Regions from separate parts of the Mus musculus genome. Here region 2 is linked to region 1. Evidence: chromatin contacts called from public promoter capture Hi-C data. All regions are on one chromosome and are shown on one strand. The core of a region is the stretch at or near the end of the contact, and the rest is flanking DNA. Distances in the headings are between cores, read along the strand shown.

Evidence for each region. Promoter capture Hi-C pulls out the DNA fragments that hold promoters and counts their contacts.
Region 2: a contact with region 1 is called in a promoter capture Hi-C map of cranial neural crest. The contact joins the promoter of Hdac11 here to the promoter of Mgll in region 1. A contact is called at or near these places in 2 of 39 promoter capture datasets (cranial neural crest and liver).

Annotation. Positions count from the first base shown.
Region 1 is chr6:88,722,630-88,726,150 of GRCm38.p6, forward strand. It overlaps Mgll (monoglyceride lipase), which reads left to right and starts at 1,783. Exons shown (of 8, transcript NM_011844.4): 1 at 1,783-1,942; 2 at 3,072-3,216. The coding sequence starts at 3,092. All of the region lies in intron 2 of Gm26588 (a long non-coding RNA gene), which reads right to left.
Region 2 is chr6:91,154,813-91,158,333 of GRCm38.p6, forward strand. Hdac11 (histone deacetylase 11) reads left to right here and starts at 2,003. Exons shown (of 10, transcript NM_144919.2): 1 at 2,003-2,035; 2 at 2,585-2,733. The coding sequence starts at 2,034.

The sequences.
Region 1 (3,521 bases), core at 533-3,032:
GTGGCTTCAGGACCCTGCTACCCTTGCTCTCAGTAAACCACAGCTGAAGTGAATAGTAAGGATACTGTTAAGGCCCAGTCCAGCTTTGAGAACAGGCTCCCAGTCCTTCGCCTGAGCTTGCTTACCCTAATCCTGACCTGCCAGGAAATACAAAATCAACTCCAAGAAGTCATTTAGCCACTCCTTCTGTGTCCAAGCCCTGGAGACCTGCCTAAGGCAGAGGGTGAGCTAGGTCCTTCTGCATGGCCTGCAACCAATCTGTCTTTCAGAGACCCCTTTTACCATTCAAGTCAAGTTAGATTGCAGCCTCACCTTAGGTGGACACTACCACTGTGCTGCCCTGACAATGATACTATTCAACCCTGCTATTTTGCAAAGTGGTTGGCCAAGAAGAAAGCCCTGGAAAGCCTGAGGAGATGGGTGTGGGTTGGGGTCATCCTTCCTCTGCAGCTGTCACTCACAGGTGGCAGGCATAGGACACAGTGGACAGGCTGTAAATTTAGTGCTGGATTCCAGACTCCACAGCCACATAGGCAGCTGTGCTAGTGGGACCTGGATCCTGGGGCACCTAGGGGAAATGGTTTCATGCAGTGTGTGTGTGTGTGTGTGTGTGTGTGTTTGCTTGCAGTATGTCTGCTTCCTTCTCAGAGCTCTAAGCGCTTGTGCGTGAATGTCACGCATCTTTAGCTCTCTGGGTGTATATGGTGTGTTGTTTTTCTCTGTTGTGAACAAAAACATGGGGAAAGGAGCTACTTCTGCTGCTGAGGCGGAAAACTAAAGGGAAGCTGTGTCTGCTGAGATTAGCTGGCTGATTAAAGTTTCAGTACTATGGAGAGGTTGGAATGTTCCAGGTCCAGAGGCAAATTACTTTATTTTGGGCTAAGTTCGGGCCCTCAGGAACAGCCATTTCTTTCTTGCCCCTCTTTGTTAGAACTAACTTCTTGAGGCAATAGATGAACACTGTTTAACTATTGATTTAACACGATAGTTAGCTTCTACAAATCCAAAAGTTAGCAATGCTATCAGATAGCATTTTGAGCCTATAGGAACACTTTCCCATTTCACTGTTACCTGACTCTCTGTTGTACCCACCAATGTATTTTAAACTTGCCTTGATATACGGCTTTATCTGTTCTGTAAAACTATTTTAAAAACAAAACAAAACAAAACAAAAACCAAAAAAACCCAAAAAACTTCCCGAAACTGCTTTCACATAGGAACATGGAATTAGGGGTAACTTAAATCTGTGTTTCCAGCTCATGGTCATTCAAAATGGCTCCAGAATAATCTTTTCCCCTGTAAGATGAGAGCTGTGGTTTCTGCGCTGACACTCACTGTGTGTGTGGTGTGTTGTTTTTATCTGTGTGCATGGTGTCTAGGGCGTGTGCGTCCATGCTGTGTGTTTGTATTCATGTAGTAACTGTGACATTCACTTGTACCTCTGTGTGTAGTTTGTATCTGGGGAAGGGTCCTGAGGATGTGTCCTTGTGGGTGTGCCTACACCTGTGCTATCTGAATGTGGGTCTCGCACGTGTGCAACTGTAAACATGTGCATGCAGTTCTAGTGAGCGTGTTTCTGCTCCGGGGACCAGTGTGAGGGTCTGTGTTCTCGACTGTGCGCATGGGCTGGAAGGGCCCCATAATTCGGTTCAGTGCCCCGTGAAGGTCCCCCACGCGGCCAGGAAAAGCGCGAGGCAGGTCGGCGGGCGATGCCCCGCTCCTCCCCGGGGGCCGGGCACACGTGGGGCCCCGGCGCCGCCTCCCCGCGCGTCCCCACCCAGCGGGCCGCCCCCGCCGCCGAGCGGCTGGGGATAAAGTGGCGGCGCAGACGCCGCGCCCTATCGCTGCGCAGCCGGCCGCGCGCAGTAGTCTGGCTCTAGCCCGCCGCAGACCCGGACCCGCGTGGTGCTCGGGGAACGTGACAGCGGCGCTCGTGGCCCGGGTAACTGCCTCCCGCCCCTGCCTCAGGATAGGAGCCGCCGCCAGGGGTCCCCTGCGCGCGTGTGCGTGCGCACGAGTGTGCGCGCGTGTCAGCGTGTGCGCGTGAACGCGCCCCTCGCGCCCTCGCACCAACCCCCAAACAGACTTGTGCCCGTCAACTGCATCTTCCCAGACCGGTGTGGGAACAACGGCCAGGTCCACGTCCTGTGTGGCGTGCCGATGACAGCCGCGAGGTTTCCTTCCCTAAGCGGTCGCGGGCGGGCAAGAGGCAAAGTTTGTCGGAGAATCGGGGTGACTTTGCTCGGGGACCCGCATCTGCGCGAATGCGCGGTGCCGCGGAGCGCGTCTCGCAGCAGCTCCGGGCTGGGGACCGGCTGTCCCTCGCTCCCGGAACCCCTTCAGGGGTGTGTTCTGGAAAAGTGGCGACATGAGCTAGAGCTGGAGCAGCAGGAGGGAGCAACTCGCACCCCTGCAGCCCAGGCGGGGAGGGCGCGGACCCCGTGGTGCTGCCCTGCGGCCGCGATGAGGGAACAGCCCTCGTTTGCCTGGCGCTGATACTCGAGGCTGTGGCGGTAGTGGAATGCAAAAGCCAAGACTAATGGAAACAGGTTTGTCATGGCATCTTTGGCATTCAGAAGGGAAAAATCGCTTGGGGCGCGTCACCTACTTATTATGCCCCCTGAAACCCGCACAGTGGAGATTTTAGGAGAGATGGGTCCTTGCAGCTGGGGCTTTGTACCCACGGAACTGACTGTAATTTCCGCTTGATTACAGCTAAAATAGTCTTTAAGATGAAGTTTCCTGAGATGATTTAAAATAAACACAGATGGGAGGGGGGCTATACTGAGGCACTTTAAAAAAATAAAGTGAGCATTTTCTTAAGGACAAACAGGACTTTTCAATCTTGAAGGGGTTTGCAAGAGATGTATGTAATTTTAAAATATATATATCAAATTGGGGTTTGGTGGGGTTTTTTTTGTTTGTTTGTTTTGTTTTTTGTTTTTTGTTTTTTGTTTAATTGCCTAGAAAAGAAGCCACAGCCACAGTCCTGACTCAAAAAAGGCTTTCTTTCCTCCCATATGGACATAAGTGTATTTCTGACTTTAGAATATGTCCACCTTTCTTCCAAGGGCCTAAAGACCCCTGCAGGATGCCTGAGGCAAGTTCACCCAGGCGAACTCCACAGAATGTTCCCTACCAGGACCTGCCTCACCTGGTCAATGCAGACGGACAGTACCTCTTTTGTAGATACTGGAAGCCCAGTGGCACACCCAAGTAAGTCCTCTCCTCTTCGTCCTCCTTCATCGCACCTGCTCCTCCTCCTCCTCCGTCATCATGAGGGCCACCCTTTCCGTGACCTGCCTCTCATGTCACTGACACCCCTGGCACAGCGGTGTTAGCAAAGTTGTGAGCTATACTTTATGCTTTTCTTTAAAATGACGGCTCAAGAGTTCTCTTTTCACTACAACTAGGATAGGAGTCCACTGTCTGGCAGTTTTCAAAGATTCATATGACTTTTTTTTTTGTACCAGAATTGATTCCCTGTTGCAAGCATTTATTTAAAAGCAAACCCAACAATT
Region 2 (3,521 bases), core at 753-3,252, 2.4 Mb after region 1:
GTGACCCTGTTGCTGAGTCTTAACAGATGTGCTAGAATGCTGCAACCAAGAGACCCCCAAATTGAACCTCTCAAATCACACAGCTTATTCTCACACCTGTGACCATGCAGACAGGTGGGTCAGCCTGCTGTGAGTGTCTGAAGGGATTGACAATCTCCAGTGCTCCTCCCTTCTCCTTAGCCACAGAAACCAAACTTAGTTCACACTCTCAGACTAAATCTGCTCTCTTGGGCCTCAGCTCCTAGCTGCGTGCTCTGACTCCTTCTCCCAGCCTGACGTTCACGTGTGCAGCTTCCTAAGCCTCAGAACAAGTCCCCCGAGATGAGACCAGCCTCTCTGGCAGTCTAATATGTTTGTGTCTCTCTGTGTGTTTTTGTCCTAAGTTTTGCACACTTATTCACACCCCTAATATTTGGGCAAGTGATTTCACCTTCCTTCCTTTCTTTCTTTCTTTCTTTCTTTCTTTCTTTCTTTCTTTCTTCCTTTCTGCCTCAGTTTCTCTTGTATAAAACTTGCCTTCCAGGGTGTTTAGAGTTCATTGTGAATGAGGCTCTGGGGACTGGCTTAGCTCTGTCTTAATGACAGGCACTCAGTAAGAGCTGATGTTATCTTTGGAGTCTCTCAGCTTCCCCAGAAGGTACACAGTCAACATCATCTCCTAGCGCTGAAAGCCCAGCAAACAGATTCAACCTTCCAAGACCAGGGTGCTGGCAGATAGCCCAGGCTGGGCTGAATATAGGCTCAAACTTCATTATACCAAAGGAATCAGGAAGACTCCCCTCCCGGTTTGTAATAAGCAAATGCTATTTCTTCTAACTGCCCAAGTCTATAGCAACTTTAAATCATAATGCCACTGTCTTATCTACGATGGTTCAAAGTCTGTAACTCCTAACACATAGGCTAGGCCACATGATATGGGAACGCTCCCAAACCACTAAGAACAAGAAATTGCCTTTTGTCCTCTGAACTGAAGGCAGTGTCTCCTCTGGGTCAGCCCCACTACCCATGGCTGGGGCAGTAACTCCTGACTGAGCTCACACTCCTAGGGGCAGTTTTTCTCAGCATCTTTCAGAATTTATGTCCTGTTTTCTGAAAATTACCTAGCAGTAGGCACATCAGAGGCATTCTTCCAAACTGTCAGACAACGATCAGACTTGGCTGGCAGATACATATTGTTGGTGTTCATGCCAGAGAGTTCGAGTTCAATCCTTAGAACCTACACAAAGGTGGAGGGAAAAACTTGTCTGACCAGAGCTGACTTTTGATCTTCACTGTGACATGCTACCTCATGCCCTAACAAAACAAAACAACAACAACAAAAAAAAAAAAAACGTTGCCCATTCCCTTCACATGACCCTGTGGCCCCTGGGCTCCCAGCTGCCATATTAGTTCCTGGCTGCTTCTCTGGTCAGCTGCTTCTGTTTGGTTGATGAAGACAGCTGGGTCAACAGGGGCCTATTGTCTCTTCTTCTGGCCTCCATTGTTGGGGCCCCAGCTGTCGGTCAGCTTCCAGGGTCAGGGTGTAGGGGGAATGGAGACAGGAGATACGTTCAGATATTCACGACTGGACCCTAAAAATAGGATCACCAGACCTGTTCTACAATAGGGAAACAGGTTCAAGGCATTTTATAAGTGGGGGACTGTTTATACCATGGTGAAATAGCCACAGATGGTACAGGAATGCAGGGATGCACCGCAGGAAAGAACATATAGCTGGGCTGGTATGCCCAGAACAGACCACCACATAGTGCAGAGAAGCCCGTGGTCACATCACCTAACCAAGTGTCTGATTATTTCTACCCTGGGAATGCGGGCGGAGCTGCGCATGACCACGCCCTCCAGGCGGCACTCCATTGGGTGCTTCTCCTTGGCCGGCGCCGGTCCGGTCGTCTGTGACGCAGCTGCAGGCCAGAGCTCCACCTCCAGCTCCCAGCGCCATGGAGGCGTGTGTTCTGCGTAGGCCCTGCCTCTTGCACCCCTCCCACCCCTCCCGGTGCGGAGTGGCGTCCAGAGCAGGCAGGGCCGGCTGCGGGATGTGAGTGTGCGGGGTCGCGCGTGGGGCCAAGCATGGGTTCTGGGGATTCCCATGGGCACGGCGGGACAGCTGGGGGCGGGCTGGGTGACCGTGCGGACGAACGGTGGTTCTCCCCTTTGCAGGGCACCGCGGTGGGCTGCAGGGCTGCGAGGAGGGCACAGCCTCCTGCAGTCGCGGTCTACTCACCTCCCCTCCCCCCGCCCCAGCGCATTTTGTTCCCAGCTTCACAGATGTGTGAGCTAACTCGTGAGACAGCCACATTCCAGCCCCTACACCATACACCCCGCCTTCCCCCGTGCAGGCCTTGGGCCTTGGCACCAGTACTCCTGAATACACCTGGCACTGGCATGTGACCTTGGGCACACCTGGTCCCCAGAGCCGCTGTTAGGACTGTGTTGGAAGCTGATTTAATCAAAGCCAGCCAGGGTTCAGGAAGGAGCTGTTTTCATTCCTGTTGGTTGTTAAGTGACCTGGTGTGAGTGGGGAGGGGAACACTGCTTTCCACAAGGAGGCTGTTGTCCATATGTGTGTCTCTTTTGCACGTTGAAGGCCTCACGCAACACAGCTGTACCAGCATGTACCAGAGAAACGCTGGCCCATCGTGTACTCACCACGTTACAACATCACCTTCATGGGCCTGGAGAAGCTGCACCCCTTTGATGCTGGGAAATGGGGCAAGGTGATCAACTTCCTGAAAGGTAAGAGCCGCCCCCCCCCCCAGACTAGCACGTGTCTCCTCCATTTCCCTATCCATACTACCTCCTCAGACCTGCATCGACCTTCTCCATTTTTTCCTTCTCCCTATCCTCATCACCCCCTCAGACCTACATCTGCCTCCTCCATCCCTGTGTTCATTCCATCCTTACCTGATTTCAGCCCCCAGACTGCCTACTGCCTTCTGCCTTGCTGTTAAAGGGTCTTTCCAGGCAGGCTACTAAGCAAGATGGGACCTGTCTTGTATTCCCTCCAGTTAGATCCCTATCTCCCTTCCTAAAAATCTAGAGCAAGCTCCCAGGTCTGCATCGTGCAAAAAATAGGATCAAATTAGACATTAATAACATAGCTGTTTCTGTTGGGTTTGTTTTCATTCCTCGGGGGACCTCCTATCTACGGCAGGTGGTACAGCTTCCCCCTCCGCTGTAGGGACCTGCCTGAACATCCAAAGGAAGTCATGGACTAGAAAGCACACAGGTGATGTGTGGTGTTGGTATAAGGCTGGGATGCTAGCCTTGCACGTCTGTTGACTGCACAAATGGTTTCCTGCTGGTGCCCTCTGCCCCCATCTGGGCTCCTGCCTCTTTCAGTGGCACAACAGAAGGGTTCTTCATCCCCCTCAGCTGGGAGTGAGCGCCAGCCCCTCTTACTCCTGCGCCTCTGAGGATGAGGAAGGACGGGAGGCAGGACCACAGGGCAGGCTCCTTGGGCACCGTGGCTGAGTCTGGAGGTGTCGGAGGCCATGGGAGGCTGTGGGAGGGAGCCCCTGCCT